2 separate regions of the Sus scrofa genome follow, and region 2 is linked to region 1. The links are chromatin contacts, called in public HiChIP or PLAC-seq maps. All regions are on one chromosome and are shown on one strand. The core of a region is the stretch at or near the end of the contact, and the rest is flanking DNA. Distances in the headings are between cores, read along the strand shown. Region 1 has its middle 57 kb from the start of PRSS23. Region 2 holds the start of PRSS23 (serine protease 23).

Evidence for each region. HiChIP or PLAC-seq counts read pairs in DNA pulled down with a chosen protein or histone mark.
Region 2: an H3K27ac HiChIP or PLAC-seq map of skeletal muscle shows a contact between it and region 1. The contact joins the promoter of PRSS23 here to the enhancer-like site in region 1. A contact is called at or near these places in 9 of 47 Hi-C or Micro-C datasets (embryonic fibroblasts, fibroblasts, heart right ventricle and 4 more) and 1 of 2 datasets of contacts at active chromatin or transcription factors (skeletal muscle).

The regions. Positions count from the first base shown.
Region 1 is chr9:20,544,009-20,549,554 of Sscrofa11.1, reverse strand. It overlaps a transcript of ME3 not described here. Among named protein-coding and RNA genes, the nearest start is that of PRSS23, 57 kb to the left of the region's middle. Within about 2 kb of position 2,859, at least 46 of the 83 cell types and tissues checked have an H3K27ac peak or open chromatin away from gene starts, as enhancers often do. A contact at or near this core is called in embryonic fibroblasts, mesenteric adipose tissue, omental adipose tissue and 2 more, where this site is marked.
Region 2 is chr9:20,601,600-20,607,145 of Sscrofa11.1, reverse strand. It overlaps PRSS23 (serine protease 23), which reads right to left and starts at 3,470. Exons shown (of 2, transcript XM_003357231.3): 1 at 3,245-3,470. It also overlaps a transcript of ME3 not described here.

The sequences.
Region 1 (5,546 bases), core at 1,610-4,109:
CATTCAGCCTTGTATTTGTTTAGAACCCTCCCCAAGCACTTTTTGCCAGGCCCTGCTGATCCAAAATGGATCAAATGGGGTCCTTGTTCAAGGACTGTGAGCTTTAAGTTTAGATCTTTCTTGCTGTCTGATTTTTTTTTTTTGTATGATGGCACAATTTTCTTTTTTTCTGCTTCCAAATAAATGATAAATAGTTGTCTAACTTTGTAAGCAAATAGCAAGTTTCTAAGGAATAGAAATCATCAATGAAAACTCAGATCCTGCGTTAATGATATGAGCTTTATCCAGTCATAGAGCACTTAGTACATTCTAGGCTGTGTCGAAACAGTGTCTCATTTATTCCTGCATGCAACCCTTCCAGTGCACTATTATTTCTTCTTTAGTGATGGAAAAAAATGAAGCAAGTGCCTTACTCAAGATGCCATCACATGTGATGCCAGGTTTCAAACCCAAGTTCGTGTTATAACCAAGGCTATGTCCTCAACTGCTGCTCTATGTCACCGCCCTGTCCCCCGACAGTCCTTCTGCATTCAAGGTCATAGATAATGAAATGAACAGTGATGAGTCACCGAGGGCAGGTGGCAGATCTAAGGAGATTGACAAACTTGTTATCAGTAAGTAGAATTGGAAAATACAAAACAGCATTAGACTCTGTTGCACAAAACCCCAGGCTCTCAGAGAACCATACAAAAAGCCAAAGCATGTCATCATCCGGTGGAGTCTGGTGTCTCGACCTGCCTTCCCACCCATTTACCCTGGGGCTTTCTTGCCTGCAAGGGTGGTTCTCTAGAGGCAGTCCAGAGAATTCCAATTTCAAAAGCTTGTCCCCAGGTCTCCTCCGCCTGACTCAATGTGTGGTCTCTCACTGGTGAGTCACCAATCTGTGACTCAGTTTTCATGTCCTAGTTTGGCTGTTAGGATCCTGAAATGGATTTCCATGGATGTGGCAGAAGGTTAGTGATGTGGTGGGGAACCAGGGATCCCAGGCTGTGTACCTCTCCTTTGGCTCATGGGAACATCTTTTACCCTGTCAGGGGTGCTCACAGATGGGCCAGGACCAAGGAAACTTGGTGAGGTCAGCATCCATTCCTGATGCTGCTGTGTGGATGCTGAGTGAGGATCCTGCACTTGGTGGGTGGCTTCCTGGGGCAATGGGCTTTCAGAGTGGGACAGCACCCTGCAGAGGAAGAAATTCTCTGTGCGAAGAAACATGGAGTGACTTCTCAACTGTGCTGAGGACTTCAGTGTACAGCTCCCTCTTCTTAATCCAGGTCACAACCCCACCCCACAGTCTTCCAGGTAAACCCTTGGATAGAAAAAAATTCACCTGGGTTGTGAGCAAGGAGCTCCGAAGGTTAATTTTTGGGGAAGAACCCATGGCCTGGCTGCATGAGAAGAGTCCTGCTCTGGCCCAGCCAGGGATGCTTTCTCTGGCCAAAGGCTAGACTCAAATCAAAGCCTTCCTATCCCTGCCTTTCCTCTTGCTTGTGGCTTTGACCATAAACCAGTAGGGGTGGGGGGAAAGAACCAGGATAGGAGGAATCAATGATAAAGTTGCATTTATCATGTGCCATGAATCATGCTTGATCAACATACCAGTAACACAAACCAGAAGAGGTGTTACCTGTTTTTTGTTCATTTTCTTAATTATTAATAAAAACCTTCACCTTTCTCTTGGTGCCTACCTTCCATTCCTTCTCTCTGTATCTCATAATATTTTGTATGAGCCTCTATTGTAGCACACCGCCTCATCTCATACTACAACAGATTGCTTACCAGGATCCACCATATTAAAACATGAGTGGTCCATGGGCAGCAACTCTAGCCTATTCATGCCAATAGTCCCTGTAAGCAGCATCGTGATGGTGTATGGTTGGTTTGCAGCCGTTTCCTGTTAAATGAATGATTAAATGAATGTAAACATGTTGCTAGAAGGGACTTGACAGAAGGGAGGTATATTTATACCTGTTGGGCCTTCTCAAATCTCAACAGCTGTCCTGTGCCCTTGGTTTCTACTTGCAGCTCCAGTCAGGTTCCCTGAAGCCCTGGGTAGCTCTTTGTCCATTTGGATTTTTGAGGGAAATCCCAATTGTCCCCATAGGACAGCATGTCCCTGAGGAGGGCCGGAGACACTGAGGAGGGCAAGCTCTCCATCAGGGGAAATAAGAATGGGAGCTGAGCCACGCCTGCCCGGTTTCAACAGAACCCTCTGTTGTCCAGGGAACAGTGGAGAAATTGTTCATCCACATCTCATTGCTCATGGAAATATTCTGACTGCAAAGTCAGTGTCAGCTTTGATTTCCTGCCCTGGGAGGAGGTTTGGTCAAAAGGCACAAAGTGGGCCTGTGCAGAGTCAGAGGAATTGTGAGGTTGGGTAAGAGGAGACCCTCACACTCCATCTTTGTTTGCTGGTGGAACTTCTAGCGCTGGGGTGGTCAACCTGACCCAGTCCAGCCCTAGCCTTAGGCTCTTCTGGGAGCTCCAGCCCCTCTTGGAACCATCACAAGATCACAGGCGGAAGTGTGAAGGTCAGACCAGGCCTGAGGGTCAGTGGCCCCGTCCTTCACTTGCTTCCTTGAAAGGAATGAGCGAGAACGTCTGGAGTGCTAGGAATCTGAAGGACCAAGGGCTGGGGAACCACAGGCAGAATTCACCCAGCCATTCTGGGTCCCTTTAAAGAGGACACCAACTAAAATAACCTGGAAAAGGCTCTTACAGGGCAAAAGTACTGCCAGTTGCTGTCTCAAAGCTAATTTTAAGAATGTCCTTTTCTCTTAAAATTTCATCACCATGACTCATCGCACCACAGGCCAAGATTCTGAAGCTCTGAGTCAGACAGGGCCCTGGGAGTTGAAGCTCAATGGGAGTTTTACCTAAATAAAGCCTGCAAGCCGGCCTGCTGTGATAGATGCCTTAGAAATGTGCGAATTCAGCAATGCACACGCCCTTGCACCTCTGTTGTTCACACAGTTGCCCACGAGTTCCTAAAGCTGTTGGTGCCACAAGCCTTCTCTTAGGTATGAGATCCTCCTTCCTTTTGCTTGAATCTTCACTTAGTGTGTATTCATGCCTTCCCTGCGAATTTGGCTCCTTTTGTACAATCTGGTCAGTGCTGCTATATATAGTTACTTTTTGGACACTTGCAACCAGAACAGATGTGATGATTAAGCACAAATCCCAGAAAGGATCCAAGATCCCCTTCTCCAAATGTCCATCAAAGGGGATGGCATTGAAATTGGGATTTTTGAAAGTCAGAGCTGCATGTCATCTGCCCTCCCTGTCATTGTATAGATACCCAAGCAATCCAAGACGCAGAGAAGTCGACAGCTTGCCCAAGGTGACACAGCCAGTTAGGAAGAGAATCCAGACAAGAAGCCAGGGTCTGCTCACATCTTAATCTCTTGACAAAACAGCCTCTGCTTTTACTTACACTCTATCCAGATTAATTCCTGGACTTTACAAAGCCCACTTCTGAGTGCTGGGAGAGAAGACATGTAGGAATGACAGGGGAGGCAGTGTTCAGGGCCGACCACCTGGCTTGATGACCTTCGAGCTGCTGTAACCATGGTGGCAGGAGGCCTGGAGAGCAGACCTGGAGGGGAAGCTGGGACTGGTAGAGAGTGGCCTGGAGACAGAGACCCAGTCTTTACTCAGGGATGGTGGTAGCAGAAGGATAACCAAAGCAGCAGAGACGCGGAACTCGGTCTGTGGAAACTTGGCTTCTCGACTGTCCTTGTGGCACATTTTGGGTATTGCCCTTACTGTGAATGAGCGGGTAGGAGGTGTCTGGTCAGGTGGAGTAAGAATGGCTTTGGCATCAGACTGCTGAAGTCAGAATTTTGGGGTTGCAACAGAGGTGCACTCTCATGAGCTCATGTAGAAAGGGTTGCTGTGAGGCTCCAGAGACCTTACGGGAACCCAAGGCTAGGTGCCAGGGTGTAGAAAGGACTCCTGGGGCTTAAAATCAGGGCTCTGTCAGGAGGCCAAGAGGCTAGCCCCAGGTTCCATTCTCTTTGGCTCTGAGTCCCTGCCCTGGTCTTTCTCCCTTTGTCTCTCCATGTCTCTCTGTATCTCTCTCTGATTTTCTGGTTTTTTTTTTTTTTTTTTTTTTTTGCTATATAGGGCCGCGCCCACAGCATATGGAGGTTCCCAGGCTAGGGGTCAAATTGGAGCTATAGCTGCTGGCCTACATCACAGCCACAGCAACACAGGATCCGAGCCATGTCTGTAACCTACACCGCAGCTCATGGCAACGCCGGATCCTTAACCCACTAAGCAAGGCCGGGGCTTTGAACCTATGTCCTCACAGATGCCAGTCAGATTTGTTAACCACTGAGCCATGGCAGGAACTCCTCTCTCTGATTTTAAACTCACTTTCTCTTAACATCTCTGTTTCTTTCTGTGCATCGATTCTGACTTCCCCTCTCTCTGCCTGTGGTTTTCCTCACTTCTGTTCACCTGTGGCTACCCTCGTATCAAGTGCATCTCATTACCTTTAGCTCAGCTTCCATAACTCAGTAGCTGTGATTTTTTCTAACATGTAAAATCATAAGAGAGGGGCCAGATGGGCTCAGATCACATTTTTGCACTTGACCACACAGTCATAGGCTGCTGGCCACCCCCTGAATAAACTGCCCTTGTGCCAGGTGGCCAAGCCTTCTCCGGTCAGCTGTGGCCACGGGTGCAGGGTCTCTAGGCTGCAGCCCATCAGCAGGGAGTAAGAGAGAATACAGTATGGAAGGTTCTAGACCTGCATATTTCTGCATTCCAGCTGTTCCACTTCCAGGACATATGACTTTGGGCAAGGCTTCTTACCTCCCTGAACCTTAATTTTCCTTATAAAATGAGAGAAATAATACCCACTTCCCAAGACTGTAAGGAAGATCAAATAAATATGATATGTAATTAAGCCATGCCAAGCACATGGAAAATACCTTACAAATAGTTGCTATTATCAACTACTCTTGATTTAAGAGAGCCAGAATTGTGAGTATACACAGGACATTCTGGCCTGTGGCCTTTTGAACTTCTCCCTCTTTTGTCTTTCTCCATTTGGAATCTTTCTTTCCCCTCTTGATGTTTGTTAATTTCTCTCTTGTCAGTGCTGTAACCCCCTTGCTTGAGGATTTCACAACAGGATGCATTGAAGCCAATGTTTTCCATGTGGATATGACTTACAAGCTCTGCCTTGCTGTTGTCAATAACATTAAAGGGGTGGAGGGTGTAGTTTACTGTCCTGGATAATGCTGTGATCTGTTTTGTTGAAAATTGCTCCAACAAAGGAAGGAAGTTGTCTATGATGACACTGCTGGCTTTTATAACATAAATATGAAGCCCTGTGTTGTCGTTTGGCAAAAGTCCCAAAATTCCTCTCAAGAAGTTCAGGCCAAGTTGCACGTCAACTACAGAATACAGAGATGTGTTTAATAAAAAGCAAAAATTACTCCAGATGCCAGAAATCGTTGTAAACAAATACTTGGCCAAACATACACAGCCTTCTCTCTCTCTCCCCATCAGTCACCTGTCTGTACACTTTGCAGCGTCAT
Region 2 (5,546 bases), core at 2,221-4,720, 57 kb before region 1:
CTCTTTACATTTATGTTATGGAAATTTCTCCCAAATCTCTATACCTTTAAAAGGCATTTTTTGAAAATCCTTTTGTTTTAAATATATGTTTATATTTATCCATATATATATATAATTTTCTCTTTTCTGTCTTATAAGGAGTAATCTTTTAAGTGGCTAAGTATGGGGGCTGAACATTCAAATCCAGTCTTTTCATGAGGTTTCTCCTTTTTCCTGGCAAATTCTACTCATCCTTTAAGCTCAAATATCAACTCTTCTCTGAAGGCTTCCAAACCCTTCATTGCTACATATGTCAGTTTGTTTTCTGCGTTTTCAGAGAATCATATTGAAATTATATCTTGCACTAAAACTATGTATTTACATGTTCAACCTTAAGCAGTCTAGAGCTCCTCATGTGGGGCACCCTGCCTCATTCTTCTAGTCTTTGTGCTTTTCCTTTGTCGTTTAGTAGAGCCTGGATCACAGAAAGGCTCAATTAGTTTTTTCTTAATAAATGATTGAATGAATTAATAGGTCAAAATCTAACGAGCTTAGAATATCAGGTCTGAAATATTCTGGTTTGCCAGTGCAGCCCCTAGGAGCAGGGCTCACTGTATGGGAAATTTTACCACTGGGGCTCCCATGTTTTCCAGGATATAAATCTGAATTTCTCTTTGATGCCCGTTCACCATTCTTTCCTTACGGGTCACTCAGGATAAATTCAGTTTCTGCTTGGTGTGCTGGTTACATTTCAGGACTTATGCTATGGCTGCATGCTGGTGTTCTAGGTGTCATCTGTGCAAGATGTGTGACGTCCCCACTGACTTTATGCAGAACCCTCTGGAATGTGTTCTGAGTCACTCTGCCAGGGACACCCACAGGATGGAGTTTGCTTCCCAAACTCTATTTGCTCCCACATTCTGGAAGATGTTAATAGACCATCCATGAAAAAAAGATGGTCAGATATGCATATTAGCACTCTAGATGCTCTGAGAAGTCCTGAGTGAAGAAACCTGCTTACACTCACTTATTTCTAAATTACCGGGTCTTATTTGACCACGATTCTTTTTTCCAATAGGGTAGTAACATGTCACAGAACAGTGGCGTTCTATTGGGCACAGTTTGAGAAAACCATCCATTAGCTTATCCCACTTCTAGGAGTAACCACTTCTGTTCCCGATACGTGGTTCGTGCTTTTTTGCCTCATTGCCTTTGCTTGTATTTGAAACTGTTTCCTTTGTATCCACTTGTCTCAATTCTACTTTTTTAAAAAAATTGAAATACAGTTAATTTACAATATTGTGTTAATTTTAGGTGTATAACATAGTAATTCAATGTTTTTCTAGATTATACTCCATTATAGGTTATTACAAGATAATGGATATAATTCACTGTGCTATGGAGTATGCGCTTGTGGCTTATCTATTTTATACACAGCAGTTTGTATCTGTTAATTCCATATCCCAATTTGTCCCTCCCCCTCCCCTTTGGTAACCACCAGTTTGTTTTCTGTGTCTAAATCTATACATTAAAAAAAAATTTTTTTTTGGCTATGCCCAAAGCAGGTGGAAGTTCCCAGGTCAGGGATTGAATCTGCGCCATAGCAGCGACCTGAGCTACTGCGATGACAACACCAGATCCTTGACTCGCTGCATTACCAGGGACTCCTAATTGTATGCATTCTTGAAAGGCCTAACAGGAGCTCCCTGGTGGGTCAGTGGGTTAAGGGTCTGGTGTCATCACTGCTGTGACTCTGGTTTAACCACCTGCCACAGGTGCAGCCAAAAAATAAAAGTAAAAAGGCCTAACACTCTGTCACATGCTCTGCAAAGTATTTTTTCCTTTTATTGGCCTTCGATTTCCCATAACACTTTCCACAGCTTTCTCATAGCCCTTACACTGTTACTTCTTTTATTATCAGTATACCTTTCCTCTCCTCCACCCTTGACTCTCCAGTCTGCATCTCTTTTGCGGGATGTGTCAGTCAGGATCTTAACAGAAGCCCAGTTTGCCCTTAATTGATTCAAATGAAGAGACTTTCAGGAAGTGGCTAGTCCTGGAGATGAGGACAGGGTGGAGGAACAAGCAAGGACAGAGAGCACCCAGGGCCCAGCAGCGGGGTCCTGCTGTGGGCACGGGAGGGAGGGCGAAGGGGCACCTGAGCGCCCAGGTGGGGGGCCTGCTGCCAGGAGTTGCTCCCCTATGGACCCATACAGCCATTGCAGGAAACTGGTGCCCAGGAGGAAGGGAAGGAGTGGGAAAGAAATGCCTTGATCTCTTCTCCTCCTGCCCGCTGATCTCTGGAGCCTGCCGAAGTCAGCTCCCAAGGGAGCCAGGCTGTGCGGTGGGTGAGGCACAGGGCAGGGCAGTAAAGGGTGGAGATTGCGGGGGGGCAAAGAACCAGCACACTGAAAGAGCCCCCGTTTCCTCATTCGCAAAATAGAGTAGTGCCGGTACCCTCCTCCCAGCGTGATGGTGATTAAATTAGGAAATGTGTCAAGGGACTTATGAACACATATGCTTCCTTGATTCTACTCATTAGCTACTTACCCTGTTATCATTATCATTATTTACAAGACCACTCTTGGGATAGCTGCTGGTGTAAGAACTGACTGAAGAAGGTATCATGTGTTGGTTATTTTGTAGCTCTTACACATCCAGCTCAAAGCACTGTGCAAGGCTCCAGATAGATGCATTTGGAGGCGTTGGGGAGCCCTTTTGAATAAGCGTAACAGGAAAGCTTGTATAGCGGTATCAGCCAACCTGACCTTGAAAACAGACCACAAGGCGCTAAACTTGAGACTTACTTTTAGATTCCAGCAGATTGTTTGGGCAGTTCTTAGACACAGGCCAAGGCCTCTAGTTTTCCTTTGCCTCCGTAGAGGGGAGAGTTAATGAAAAACAAGCCAGCTCACCAGGACTAGTGCTGCGTAGCCGTCCTGGCAATGACAGTGATAGTGATTTTTCCTATTTTGAAACAAAGTAAGGACGGCCTGCCCAAGGTTGAAAGCAGGAGGGTTTGTGTCTATAGACGTGATTGGCTTCCTGCTCTTTCAGAACACTAACCTGGTTTATTTCAAACAATGGTCACCAGGCTCCTGCTTCCTTGGGTCCACAGATTAGGGAAACCACAACGGTCTGTGTTCTCTTCACTTCAAAGCCTGCAGAGCGCCCTAGAAAGCCAACGTTCGGCCTGATCCCAGGGGTGGGGGCTGGGACCAGATTCAAGGGTAGGAAGGGGGGTGGGGGGTGAGGCGGGACTTACCCACATGAAGGCAGTGGATGTCAGAGCTGAAGGCTGCTCAGAGGCCCTCCGCTGCAGCCCGTGCTCTTGGAGGAAGGGCGAGCCCCGAGGGTGACTGCTTCTGGGGAGCCTGTCACCCTGACAGAGCCATGAAGGTTACACTGGGAGGGCCACGGACACCGCGCTCCAGTACTGACACCAGCAGCTGCAGCTGGGGACTCCCTTGAAGGAGGAGTGACTTTATCCGGGTTTCCAGCAGACTAAAATTAGTGACAAGAACACTTAGCCCTGAGATCTTGTGGGATCGGTTAAGTTGTTGTTCTCATCATTGTTTCTGTCCCTGAAAAATCAAGACCGAACTGTTAAGCAATGGCCCTAAAGCTGCTGCACCCACAAGCTTCATGCTCTCTGAGTGGGCCCCAGCCAGGGTTCTCTGGCTTTTCTGGACCACACAAATATTTTGTCCCTTAACTCAAGGCTGACTGAGGCCCTGTTTGGACAACCCATGCACAGCCAGAGTGAAGGCTTCCTCTCCACCTGAGCAGGGGTTCAGTCCATCACCCAGAGGGATAATAGGTAACAGAGCAGTTTGGGGGTTATGCTGTCAATTAAACTTAGCTCCACCTGGTGATGTGACATGATATTCTAAGATGACATGATATTTTTTGTTTTATTGTTGAAATGGAAAAGGCCCCTAGCTTCAATCCAGGAAGACCCAGGAAGGCCCAGCCCAGTCCTCAATTGCTGTGACCTCACAGTTGTACAAATAGCAATATTGGCAAAGCGAGGTTATCCAAACCATCTTCTCTTTCAGGACAAGAGATGGCAATGTCTCTTTTTCTCTCTACCATTTTTTTTTTTAAAACAGTGTAATAAAATCAAACTATTAAATCCTGAAACCCCTTTCTTCAGGAAAATTAAAAACAAATAAATGACAAGTCTTTGATTTGTTGGGCCACTTTTTGAAAGGTTGATAGCTGCCTTGAAGGCAAACTCCAGCCTTGGTAGCAGCCCTCCAAGCTCAGTTCCCATTGTAATTTTATTATCAAAACTTTCATCCTCCGCCCAGTGATCCCAAAGCTTCAGGGGACTGAAGTTCACTTAGAGGGTGAGTATTCTTGATCTAAGCTTGTTAGGGATCAACGTTTGTATTGACTCGAATACCTGCCTGACTGGAAGGAAAAGCACGAGTGAGCCAATAAAATTGTTTTGTGTAAAGTTATAGTTTAAAAAGGGTGGTTTTGTTGGTGAAAGTATTTATAGCATTGGTATAAAGTTCATCTTAACAATAATGGCCATTTATTATCTACTGTGTACCAGACCTTTCCCACTACTTCTTACATTGGAGCAAATGACTCTGAGCAGTAGGAACACATATCCTTCTATTAACTGATAAGAACCCAAGGCTTAACTAGGTAAATAACATTCCCACTTTGAAGTGCTGGAGAGGGGATTCAAACCCAAGACTCTCTCCCCCAAATCCATATATCATAAAGTTTCCTGTATAGTTTCTTTTGGGATGATTTCAGACACAATAACGGAAACCCTTGACTTACTCCTGCTTAAATGACAATCAGGAAATTGAGTATCGCACGTCGAGAAGTTCAAAGATAGAGTGGCTTCAGGTGAGGGGCACTCAAGGCTCCAGCCCTGCCTCTTTTGGCTCTGCAGTTGTCACCTGCATTTGTGTCCAGGAGGAAAAAAAAAATCTTCTCTCCCTCTGTCTCTCTCTTAGGAGCAAGACAGTGATAGTTCTCCCCAGCCCTTTCTGCATATCACAGTGGTAGGAATTCAACAGTCCTAAGTACTTTGCTAAATCAATCACTGGCAAGAGATGAAGTTATCTTTTAGCCTAAGTAACACAATAATTGGAAGAGCTCTGAACTCAGGATCGGAAACCTTGGGTTTTGGTTATGAAAACTTGCTAGTTGCTCAGTTTTTCTTCGCCCTTACCTTTTCCTTATTGGTAAAACAGGGCTGATGAGTCCTATCATACTGATCTCACAGAGTTGTAAAACAGGAATGAAGTAATGTCTGTAGAAGTATTTTGTCAGCTCTGACACATGATGTAAATGCATGTTATGGGCTTCTATTAATATGGTTCAGAGAGAACTATTGGTCATGAGACACTTTTTCAGTTATATTCATATGTGTGGCTTAATCATCATCAAGATGATCATTTAGGATTTTTAAGTTTTTGCTGAAGATTTGCCTGAATTTTACTTATGTGTCGGAAAATTAATAGTGCACAAATAGGAGAAAATGTGAAATTCAGTGTCTATCGTTATGAACTCCAATTGTATCAGTTTATATGTGGGTAAGA